2 separate regions of the Sus scrofa genome follow, and region 1 is linked to region 2. A link is a contact called in public HiChIP or PLAC-seq data. All regions are on one chromosome and are shown on one strand. The core of a region is the stretch at or near the end of the contact, and the rest is flanking DNA. Distances in the headings are between cores, read along the strand shown. Region 1 holds the start of ITGAV (integrin, alpha V). Region 2 holds the start of ZC3H15 (zinc finger CCCH domain-containing protein 15).

Evidence for each region. HiChIP or PLAC-seq counts read pairs in DNA pulled down with a chosen protein or histone mark.
Region 1: a contact with region 2 is called in an H3K27ac HiChIP or PLAC-seq map of alveolar macrophages. The contact joins the promoter of ITGAV here to the promoter of ZC3H15 in region 2. A contact is called at or near these places in 2 of 5 promoter capture datasets (fetal liver and liver), 4 of 47 Hi-C or Micro-C datasets (epiblast stem cells, heart right ventricle and skeletal muscle) and 2 of 2 datasets of contacts at active chromatin or transcription factors (alveolar macrophages and skeletal muscle).

What each region holds. Positions count from the first base shown.
Region 1 is chr15:91,601,327-91,607,419 of Sscrofa11.1, reverse strand. ITGAV (integrin, alpha V) reads right to left here and starts at 2,452. Exons shown (of 30, transcript NM_001083932.1): 1 at 2,268-2,452. The coding sequence starts at 2,452.
Region 2 is chr15:91,491,017-91,497,371 of Sscrofa11.1, reverse strand. It overlaps ZC3H15 (zinc finger CCCH domain-containing protein 15), which reads right to left and starts at 3,781. Exons shown (of 10, transcript XM_001926616.6): 1 at 3,534-3,781. The coding sequence starts at 3,608.

The DNA of each region.
Region 1 (6,093 bases), core at 1,203-3,702, 110 kb before region 2:
AAAATGAGACATAAAAGAGTTCTACAGCTTGCTAGACATATTTAGACATCTATAGAAATAGGAAGCAGCAGGAGGAGACCTTATTACCTTTGCTTCCTCATTAATCCAAGAACTCTTCCTTCAGAAGAAAGGAATCTTTAATTAGCACTTTTTTACTACGAAAATTTTCTTTCACTCTAGGAAGTTTATTATCATACCAGATAACAACAACAATAAATACAGCTGGTAATATTATAATATAATGGCATCCCCAGGTACCTTTTTACAAAGTTAAGCATAACTTTGCATTAATCTTTGTTAAATCTTAAAGGCTCAGAAGCAGACACCTTTGTTTTTATATATATTTTGGGTTTTTTAAATCTCAAAGTTTATCATTTTTTGTTAGGCTATATCTAGAGTTCACTAGTCTATCAGTAACAAAGTCACTTAAGAAAGTTTCAAGATGTTATATGAAACAAAAGCAAGTTCAACCATTTAAGGCCCAAATAGGAGGTCATGTAAACCTATGAGGTCATGGTATATTCAATGACCATAATAACTAGTCACTGATTAGCCATCCAGCCTCACAACCAAAAATAGGAAATATCTTATGCCAACAGGTCAATATTACTGCATTTTTTATGGTAAAAAACACGTAAAGTGAACAACTGAACTCAGAGAGTTAGTTGCCAAAGAATTAAGAGCAACATTTGCAAAACATTCCATCAACTTGAAAATATTTAATTGCTACCTCTTGCTACTGCACTAACTCTTGACAAAAGAATACATATTTTCAAAATTATTAGAAGTTCTGTAGAAATTAGATCTAAAGAGCCTCCTCAGAAGCAACTAAAATCTTCTGCTCCATGAAGGCAAGGACCAAAAACCATCTGGAAACAACAACAAAAAAATGTAAATAACAGAAAAGGCCAACAAGTGATTAGATCAAGTGAGAAGGCAGCAAATGCTTGCTGAAGTTAATGATTATTCTTATCATTTTGGAAAATGTGTGCTCAGGTCTCATAGAAAGCACTGAGGCTGGAAAAACCATACATAAAACATAAAACAAGGTCTAGTTTCCACTAACCGCTTCGAACCTATTTATTGCTGCAAAAATTGTCAACAAAATGAATGATACTCAGCAACATTCAGAAAGAATAAATCCTGCTGAATGTTCTAACAGTCATGTAAAAATATTTAGATCATCCTCAAATTAAGCAGGTATGAATAGGAAAAATGATTCTAAAAAGTACTGACCATTAAAATTATCCTCCCTCTCCCCATCTAAAAAATACTTTAAAATATAGAGGAAACTTTAAAACAAAAATAGGTTGTTACAATTTCTAAGAACTTAGAAAGAATCCTAAGAACAATATTCCCTCTTGGAAAAAAGATTTAAACATTAAAAGACATTCAGTGAACAGTGAAAACAGTATTTTCTAAGGCTAAAAAGGGGGTAGGGTGGTGAGAATGACGTCAGCGTTCGGTAAGGTCAGAGACAACTTTTAATCCAATAATGACAGTAACTCTGTTCCAAATACTGTGCAACGCGAAACGTTGGCAATTTGAAACATAACTGGATTCTTAAATTCTACAGTATTCAAATGACCTGTAGTGAGCGAAAACTCAGCAAACACCCTTGTTCTTTCTGAACAATGACCTAAATAATGAATCACTATAAAAAGAACAGATGACACATTCAGTTCATCTGTTCACCCTCAAATGTGCAAAGGTTTGACAGTCTCAGAGGTAAGATACAACGAATTTACCACGACAGAGCGGTCATTTTAGTCATCAGAATGTCTGGGAAAGGAGCAGATAAGAAGAGACAGAACAAGATTGAGAGGCGTAAAGAATGGGGGAGGGTTTGTTCAAGGAGAGTGAAAAACACGGGTGTTTAAGTTTGTGAAGCCAAAAAAGGCTACGGGGGAAGCCTAACTGGTACCGGGAAAAAAGATGTTTGGAAATGAAATTGACAAAGTCCCGGACGCCAGCAGAGGCTGCGCGGCGTGCCGCCGGACCAGCCTTTTGTTGATCTCCCACTTTCCCCTAATTTTAAGCATAGGTCTGTTTCAAAGCGCTCCCTCGGAGGAGAGAAGGGGGAACCGGGTGGTAGGTGGTACTGGGATTCATCTCCCCCAAAACCGCCCAGTAGGAGGAGGGAGTTAGAGGAAACGGATAGATAAACGCCAGGGTCTCTCGCAGAGATCTCTCCCGGTGGGTAATCGCAGGGTGGATGCGAGTGATGGGGGAGGGGGCCGACTCCCCTTCCAAGTGCCGCCACTTACGAAGACGCGCTGGGAACGAAGAAATCAACCGCGAACCCGAAGTAACTTCCTTCGGGGCCGGAGTACTCCGCAGGACTGTCCACGTCTAGGTTGAAGGCGCCGCACAGAGGCAACAAGAATCCGGGGAGAAGGAGCAAGAGGCGGCGGGGGCGAAGGCGCAGCCGTCGCCGCGGCAGAGAAGCCATCGCCGAAGTGCGCGCGGGGCGCAGAGCCCGAAGCCGCGGCCACCACTCGCGGAGCGCACGGTGCCCGCGGCCCGCCGCCTGCGCGCGCCGAAACTTGCCGGCTGCTTGCTTCCCAGAGAGTCCGGGACAGCGCCGGAGGAGGCAGGAGGGCTGAGCTTTGGAGCGGCCGCCGGGAAAGTGGGGCGCAGGGCGCGCGGGGCGGGGACAGCAGCGCAGGCGGCCCCTTGGCCTCCCTCCCGCTCCGCCGCTCAGCGTCGCGCCTCCGGCTCGGGACTGCTGGGATGGGCGCACCACCCGCGGCCCCAGTGCAGCGGCGGCCAGTGGGAGGAGGCAGAGCAGGAGGAGGAGCCGCCTGGGAGGCTGAGCCCTAGCGCTGGAGGAAGTGGAGGAGGAGAGTCGGCCTCCGACTGGGGCGAGCGGAGCGCACTTCCGTGCGCGCTGTCTCCTCCTGTCCCGAGAACAGGGCTCCTGTGCGGAGGCCCTAGACCCTTAGAGTCCCAGTCAGTGGCAGCGCTCCTGGACGAGAGCCTCAGACCCAACACCGGGAGGATGGCTGGAGGGGAGAGTGGCGGGAACTATGATCCAGCCTCCCAACCCTCCCACGTCCACCAGAGCGCCTAGGGCACCCGGGTCCCGCAGGAAACTCCCGTGCGACTTTTGTTTAAAAAATGAGGAAGGCTTTATCCGTTTCTCCAGTTTCTGCTACTTAAAAGCCTGGCAGGCTCTCATAAACGAAACTCTATAATGAATGGTCGTTTTCCTACCCCACAGAAACACAGAACTTAATTATAAACTTCCAGAGTGCTAAGCACAGCCTCTTCCAGGTGAGATGTGTTAAAGCTGAACTTCACCGGGTCAACAAAAGGATGGGCAAGGCGAAGAATAGGCAGTAAGCGTTTTAAGCTATGTTAAATTAGTCAAAACCTTAATCCGAGTTTATTAGCTAAAGTCACATGATTTCGGATAACTCATAGAAATATAATTTTGGGGTTGGAAGAAGGAATATGAGGCCCTTTGGGGCTTGTTCGCTGTTGATGTGTTCCACTAGGCCCAGGCCCCTGACCTCAAGACTGAGGCAGGAACCTTCACCTCTTTCTTTACATTCACACGTCTTAGCACCTTGCCTGGCAGATAGTAAGCAATCAATAAAATGCTGACTGGGAGTCTCCCTGAGGTGCTGCAGCAGGTTGAGGATCCTGCCTTGTCTCTGCAGCACCACAGGTTTGATCTCCAGCCCCACACAGTGGATTAAAGATCCTGTCTGGCCACAGGGCCAAAAAAAGGGGGGGGGGAGTTGACTGACTAAATGAATGCAGATGAAATGATGAGTAAACTTTGCCTAGAGAAGTGACTTCACCATATTGTGTGTCATGTGCTAAAAGAATTTGGTGAATAAGAAGAGTATAAATGCATTGTAGGGATCTTAAAAACTTACTAGTACTAGAACAGTGATTTCCAATAGTTTTCCCAATGTAACTATTAAAACTCAATTATAATGCACATTAACCTAATAGCTCTTAATCCTGTGAAGGGATATGTGTATAAATGGAAATATCTAATTTGAATAAATAATACTTAATTGCATTATGTGTTTTTATTTTCTTGTCTTTTTGCCTTTTCTAGGGGCGCTCCCAGGTCATATGGAGGTTCCCAGGCTAGGGGTCTAATCGGACCTTTAGCTGCCGACCTACAGCTCATGGCAACGCCGGATCCTTAACCCACTGAGCGAGGCCAGGGATTGAACCCTCAACCTCATGGTTCCTAGTCGGATTTGTTAACCACTGAGCCACGACGGGAACTTCCTATATTTTGATTTTTAAATGTGACTAAAAGATATGCAGCAAAACCTTAGGCATGTGTTTACAAACTATGGTCCAGCACTTGCCTAAAGGAAATTACCATGTGGGACAGGCAATTCTACACAAAAACTTGCATATAAATACAAATGAACTTTTCTCCTCACCACGTTCTCTGGTACACCGAGAAGGCCATGGGTATATACATACATAAAACCAAAGGGTCATTCATGCCTTAAAACCTGAGAACTGGTGTTCCGGTCGTGGCTCAGCAGAAATGAATCAGACAAGGAAACATGAAGTTGCAGGTTTGATCCCTGGCCTTGCTCAGTGGGTTAAGGATCTGGCATTGCTGTGAGCTGTGGTGCAGCTCACAGAAACAGTTCAGATCCCGCGTTGCTGTGGCTGTGGGATAGGCTGCCAGCTGTAGCTCCAATTCGACCCCTAGCCTGGGAACCTCCATATTCCAAGGTTGCAGCCCTAAAAAGCAAAAAATAAAAAATAACCTGAGAACCAAGCACCTTGAAATCCATCCAGTTAGGGAGGACAGAAAAGTAATTTAAACTTTCGCTGGATCCAGTAAGCCCTCTCACTCCTCAATTTCTAATCCAGGACAGAGGTCTGACAGAACAGAGGAGTGGAAGGAAGAAATGGGAAAATAAGAAAAGAATGAAGTCAAAGCAATGGCAACACCCATCTACCCACTGAAACTTGCATGAATGAGGATCACATTTCTATGAGAAGACAGTGAACTGGGCTGACCAAATACCGTAACCCAGGGTTATAAATGCCAGCATCTTTGAACAGAGTAGTCAGGCTTGAGCAGTCACCTATCCAGCACCTTACACACTGAGGAAGTTTATTACAGCATAATTCAGCCAGCGCTTATTCAGAATCCACAATGTGCTGGGTACTGTGTGCATAGAAGTGGGAAAGGGCATATTTTATGCTCTAGAAGAAAAGATATACCCCTCCCCCATTCCTATGGCACTCTTTATCTTATAGCAATTTTCCAATTTAAGAGGACTACATATCTTCATTAAGTATAATCACTTTTTTACAGAGAAAATAAAGTAGTTAAGTAGTAAAAGGATTTTGACTTTGAATTTTACCTTTTACTGCTTTGTCCTGTGGTTAAAATCTTGATATCACTGACGTCTGTAAATTCAAATGCCTGAGTTCAATTCCTAGCTTCACCAAGCATTAATTATTAGTTGTGTGACCCTGGGCAAATCACTCCAGTTATTATGTGCCTCAGTTTTCTTATCTATTAAATGGGGATGATGATAGCATTTACCCTGTAGGATTGAACAGTACTTTATGCCATGAATACTTGCACTACTATTCATTTAGAACAGCAGTAACAGTACGTTTGTATGACCATTATTACACTTTCTTAGTTTTTGTGGTACTCATCCAACAGTTCCTTCAATAACTGTATCAAACCAGGGCTCCACCTGGCTTTGTCTGTGGACACAAAGGAGCACAGTCCAGTTAACCCAAAATAATTAAAGAGGAATTTCAAATTTTTATCTTTCAACCAACATCAAGGGGGATTTGATTCACAACCCATGGAAATCCTTTTGAGATCCCCTTTTTCCACTTTCCATTTCTCCAGAGACTTTAATCCTCTAAGCTCAACATTACAGTGTTTGTTGCTATTGCTTTTTTGTCTCTCTCTTGCCTCTCCTCTCCCAGCTGTTTATTAGAGAGATTGAATTGGCCTTGGCTTCTCTGGCTTCACCCCCGCATCACCCCCCAGTGCTGCCTTTCTTTTTTATATTTATTTTTATTGTGATAATGTTGGCTTAAAACATTACAAAAGTTTCATAGGTACAAAAGTGT
Region 2 (6,355 bases), core at 2,532-5,031:
ATGGAAACAACAGAGGTATAGATGTAAGTAGTACAACCACTTATTTTAACGTCTCTTCCAAAGTGCTGCTTAAAAGCATATATTCTACTTAACTATCAATTTTTGGTGAACTTAGAATTTGAGGACATATTTTTTTTTTCTCTTTTTTTGGCCACACCTGCAGCATATGGAAATTCCTGGGCCAAGGACTGAATCTGAGCCAGAGCTGTGACCTATGCCACAGCTGCAGCAATTCATGATCCTTAACCTCCCGTGCTGGGCCAGGGATCAAACCAGTGCCTCCCCAGGAACTAGCCAGATCATTAATTCACTGCTCCAAATCGGAAACTCCAGGACATATTTCTTTCTTTCTTTTTTTTTTTTTTTTGTCTTTTCTAGGGCCGCACCCGAGGCTTATGGAGGTTCCCAGGCTAGGGGTCGAATTGGAGCTGTAGCCACTGGCCTACGCCAGAGCCACAGCAACACAGGATCCCAGGCGCATCTGCGACCTACACCACAGCTCATGGCAACGCCAGATCCTTAACCCACTGAGCAAAGCCAGGAACTGAACCAGTAACCTCATGGTTCCTAGTCGGATTCATTAACCACTGAGCCACGAGGGGAACTCCCCAGGACATAGTTCTATAAAATCTTCAAAAATTAACAAGTCTCGGAAATAAGTATTAGCCTTTTGTATGTCAAAATATAGTATATGATGGTATAATTTTTCCACAAAAATTACGCTCATAAAAATCAATAACCAGTATGAGCTAGGTTTCAATTACATTCATTACAAGTCTGTCACAAAATATATTTTACTTCACTGAAAACAGAACTATCATATGACCCTGCAATTCCACTCCTGGGTATATACCCCCACAAAGCAAAAACACTTATTTGAAAAGATACATTCACCACAACGTTCACACTAGCTTTATTTATATTTGCCAAGATAGGGAAACAACCTAAGTGTCTATCAATAGATGAGTGGACAAAGATGCGGAACACACACACACACACACACACACACACACTCACACACACTCCATGGAATACTACTCAGCCAAAAAAAGGAATGAAATTTTGTCATTTGCAGCAACATGGATGGACTTGTAGGGCATTATACTAAAGGAAATAAGTTAGAAAAAGATAAATATTGCATGGTATTACTTAGAAATGGAATCTAAAAAATACAACAAACTAGTAAAGGTAACAGAAGAAGCAGACTCACAGAAACAGAGAACAAACTAGTGGTTACTAGAGTGTGTGTCTGCGTGTGTGGCGGGGGACAATATAGGGGTGAGAGAGTGGGAGGTACAAACTATTGGGTATAAGAGGCTCAAGGATGTACTGTACAAGACAGGGAATAGAGCCAATATTTTATAATAATTGTAGATGGAAGCCTTTAAAAACTGCATTAAAAAGTAAAATATTTAAAACAATTTTCAAAAGTATACATTTTACTTCATTTAACTTTTAAAGGCTCTGGTAATAAAAATCCTTTCTAGCATTCAAAACTGTAGAAATCTATACATAAACTGATAAAGTACCATTCTGGATGAAGTCTGATTGAAGAGCTGAGAGCTAAGCCTGCTTTAACTGTCCTCAAGCCCTTGCAACAGTCATTGAGACATGCTACAGCTCTAGGCATGTTAAAAAAAAAAAGTCACCTATAGTACTGAATAAAATGGTCATAGTTATACTGTTGGCTAACCAAGCTGGATAATACAATATTCTCTATAAATCTAGTTTCACAAAAAATGATATAACTTAACCTACAATTTACAATATTGTCCTACCTCTCTGGTAGGACACACACATCTCTGTGCACACATCCATGCAGCACACTACCATTTAAAAACATTTACTATCATACAAAAAAAAAAAGTCATTCACCACATATGTTAATTGGGGTGGGCTTCTGTTAAAATTTTTTTGGCTGGTTAAAGACTATGCTGATTATTTTGCATTTTTCTTTGGTTAAGGCTTCTTAATGAAACTGAAGTCCCTTTCTCTTTACTTAAAAATAACATTGTCATAAGATGGAGCCATTATATATTTAACATTTTTAATTGATGGGATGTTATAAATACTTTCATGTACAATTCCTTAAAACAAAAATAAATATTTATTTAAAAGTAAAAGCAACTGTAAATAGATAAAACTAGATAATGCATACATTATGCTTTAAATTGTCATGTACCATTTAATTTCACATCTACAGGGAAGTTTTACTTTGCATTGTAATCTAACATGTTAATTCAACACTCAGTAAAGGAAGCTGACAAGTAAAATGTCGTCCCTAAAATGCCCTTGGTTTATGCAGCACCAAATGCCATCGGATCACCATCCTCAGAAATCTACTAAAGTGCCAGGAATCTAGACTGTTCAAAAAGGTGATCAGAGATGGTAGGGTGAAAATCATTTTGTTTCCATATCTCTGGTTATGCTACTTCATGACAGTCCTAAATAGCACAAACTGGCAATAAGAATACAGGTTCTGAATAAGAGTTGAACTTGGCCAAGGCTACTAGAATTCTAAATAATCATGTTAGTTAAATCCAATTAGCAGAATTTTAATTATTCAGATAAACCTTATGCAGGAAAACCGTCATGGATTTTCCAATTACTTCTAACGCCCAAGAAAAACTATTTTTATTAGAAGCATTAAAATAGCAGAATTGAGAGAAGAAATATCTTGTTGAGGGCTATAACACTTTTATGGAATCTCAAAGACCGTTCACTCTCTTAAGGAAACTCACTGATACAGTCTTTGGAAGGCAAATATAAAACACTTGAGAACAATATTTGAGAACGTCAATAGCGTTCCTCTGCCATTAAAGGGCAACAGGTTCAGCGCACTAAAAGAATGTGTATGTGTGTGTGTGTGTCATAAAAAACAAATTCGGGTACAGCACTCAACATAGCCACTGACATCTACGTAACCTCTCAAACATCATTCGATTTAATCTCAAAATCTGTGACAAGCGCAGTGTACAAAATAGGGCTGCAACACGAGAGAAAACTCCTTTCTTTATATAAGTTGAAACAGTTTAGAGATGAATAGAAAACGTCCACGAAAAAGTAATTTATTGGCTTGAAAGAAGTAACTACTTCTCCCAGGTGACGGGTAAAGAAAAAAGGAACACAAAGGCTCGTAATGAATCCGCCTTTCAGAAAGAATCTGTAAGAGCCAATTAAACGTATTTTTTAAAAACAAGCCTTGGAATCGTCTTCAATTTTGATGACTAGCGAAGGACATAACCCTGTGACAGGTAACGGGCGGGGGGAAGGGGGTCTTTCCGCCTCACATTCTGTGAGGACGGCTGTGTAGCCGAAGCAAAGGTTGGGTGCAGGGGCGCCAAGAGCGTCACTATAGCGACGAGAGGCAGCGAGCGTCATCAAGGGGCTGGAGAAGGGGCAGTGGGCCACACAGACTCAAAGGGAGGGGCACGTGGCCCCGGAAGACGCGAACAGGAGCCGGCGAGCAGAGAACCGAGAGGCTGCTTTCCTGAGGGCTCGCGGCGTGAGTGGGGGTGGGGGCGGATACTCACTTCGATAATCTTCTCCTTTTTTTTCTGCTCCGCCTTTTTGCTGCCCCCGGCCTGCGCCTGTTTCTTGGGGGGCATTGCGGAGATAGGTGGCACTGGCCAGACTTGAGCGCAGTGGACACCGTCAGCGACTCTGGCCCCGCGGTAGGAGGAGGAAGACGCGCGCCGCCTTCGCCGCCGCACCGCACGGAAAGCTAGTCGCTCACTCGCTGCTGAAATGCGGCCTTTGCGACAGGTCGATGCTGCGGAGCATTGTGGGTAGCGAGGAGCAGAGGCCGGAAGCGGAGCTGCGCGTGCGCTTCTGCCCCGGCAAGCCAGGAGGGGGCCGGGTTTGGACGTGGGAAAATGACTACGCGTCACGCGTCATGTGGCGCCCCCACTTGGCCTTTTCTTGTTTGTGGCAGGCCGGATAATGGTTGCGGCGAACGGGTTGGAGCTCATTGCGCTTGTGTTCTCCTCATGCAGTGTTTTGCTGAGGATGTGTACATCTTCGCCTCAGTTAGTGGTCGCCTGTACTATCCCCATTCTGTGTGACCACTGAGCAGCCACAGCAACGCCAGAGTACCCAGTTACTTTCTTCTCGTGCCCAGGTGGGGCAGGGCTGGCCTGCCAGCAAGTGTGGCGTGTTTCAAGTTACTGTGAAGGCTTATGAAAAAATGGAAAAAGTATGCTTTTGTTTAAAGAGTCCCTGGGATGGCTGCCCAGAGAAGGGGGCATTTGAACTCTTTTATTCAAATTATCATGTTAATTTCAGATTTTAGGAAAGTGCCTTGATGATTCCTAAAAACCCCTTTGTAATGTGAAGTTTACCAAACATTTTCATTAAATGCTTGATAATCCAGAAACTACTTGGGCACATTACAGACCTCATTTCATTTGGTTATCACAACGGCATTGAGGTAGTTGTTACTGTTCACATTTTAAGGGGAAGCATAGAAAAGGGAAACATATTCAACGTAATGATAAAGGCTGAGTCAGGGATTCCAACTTTGGCAATCTAACTTCAAAGTCTTAAGTGCCTATCACAGATACTACAAAAGTAAGTCTTGTTTGAAAAGGCACTTGATGAATGAATGGGGCACATTCGTGCTTGTAAACAAACCAAAATACTGTCTTAAAAATGTACAATGCTTGGCTATTACTTTTGTTGCATAATTAGAGTTTGAACTGTGCCTGTTAGGAAACAATTTTGGAGCCGAGAATCATCTTTCTTCGTAAGAGTTCTAAATTATTCTTTAGTTTGCATAAGTAGAAAGCTATAAGTCCCCTAAATTAGTGCAATTGATTATTTGCTTAGTAACGTTCTAAATAAGATAATGCCAAAGGATCCTGTGAGGGTGTGTGTGTGTGTGACATGAACTTTACTTCATCTGGGATCCTATCCCAGGTTCATGGACTCCCCTATCTTTTTCTTATTAATTTACTTTTTTGTTTATCTTTTGTTAGTTTCGTAATTGTTATTGTCAGTGGACAGAAGGACCCCGCCTGCTTCTCTGTTCATTATTACAATCTTTTTGATTTGGGGGGGAATTTTTGTTAAGACTTCCTGTGGGGGTGGTATGTACGTGCCTCAAGTTTCTTTTTTCAGTGTTCCCAAGGATAAGCTTTGGGCCCTTTGTTTTTTGAAGGATTTCATTGGTAGTCATTCTTATAAAACAGTTGAATTATAAGTAACAAACATGGGGACATTATAAAGAATCTAGAAATACATAAATTATAATAGTGGCCCCAGGTTCATAGTTCATAACTCCCTTCTGCTTCTGACCTTTGCTTTTGTTTCTGCTCTGAAGTTGTAGAGAAAAAAAATCCTTCCTTGACTTAAGTTGAAAATATACACTTCTAGGTAAATCAACTATATGTTAATAAAAATAATGCGCTCCTAAAATATGTACATGTATCTTACATTTTTCACTCTGCAAAAAAAAGGAAAAAAAATACGCATTTCTAAATATAGGACTTTGATAGCCCTTGTCTCTCATATTCACTTCTTTGTAGTAGAAATAAGTCCAACTCATTGAATTTACTGTTTTCTGAAATAAAGTATTTTGCTTGTTTGTGTTATCCAAGAGCAAATGAGAGTAGAATTAGGAATTCAATGCCCTATACTCTACTTCTTTATAATTCAAACTAAACTTTCACAAAACAAAATTTAAAGCTATAGTCCAGGGGTTGAAAATTCAAATGCCCCAGAAAGCGGGAGTATAAGTATAACGAACTATACTAGGGAATAGCGGACCAGGATTAAATTTGAAGTAAATGCCCACCATAAAAAAGCTCAAAAAAAAAAAAAAAAAAGCCCCTAACCTCCCTTGTCAGTCCAGATTGATTGATTGATTTTGTAGATAGGCTATGAATTTACTACTTTGGATGTAGTTTGTTCCATAACTTTACATCTTTAGAAAATATTAGAATATATTTCTTAGACCTGAGTCTCTAGGCAGTAGGAAATTTGGTACTGAAGTAGAAATTATTTTTTGCTACCCATCATCCAAATGTACTTCTTTATTTTTTTTATTTTTTTATTTTATTTTCCCACTGTACAGCAAGGGGATCAAGTTATCCTTACATGTATACATTACATTTTTTTTCCCACCCTTTGTTCTGTTGCAACATGAGTATCTAGACAAAGTTCTCAATGCTACTCAGCAGAATCTCCTTGTAAATCTATTCTAAGTTGTGTCTGATAAGCCCAAGCTCCTGATCCCTCCCACTCCCTCCCCCTCCCATCAGGCAGCCACAAGTCTCAAATGTACTTCTTGACTATAGTTAACAATATAGTAATGTAATAGTGTAAATCAACTAGTTTTCACTTTTTTAGAAAATGC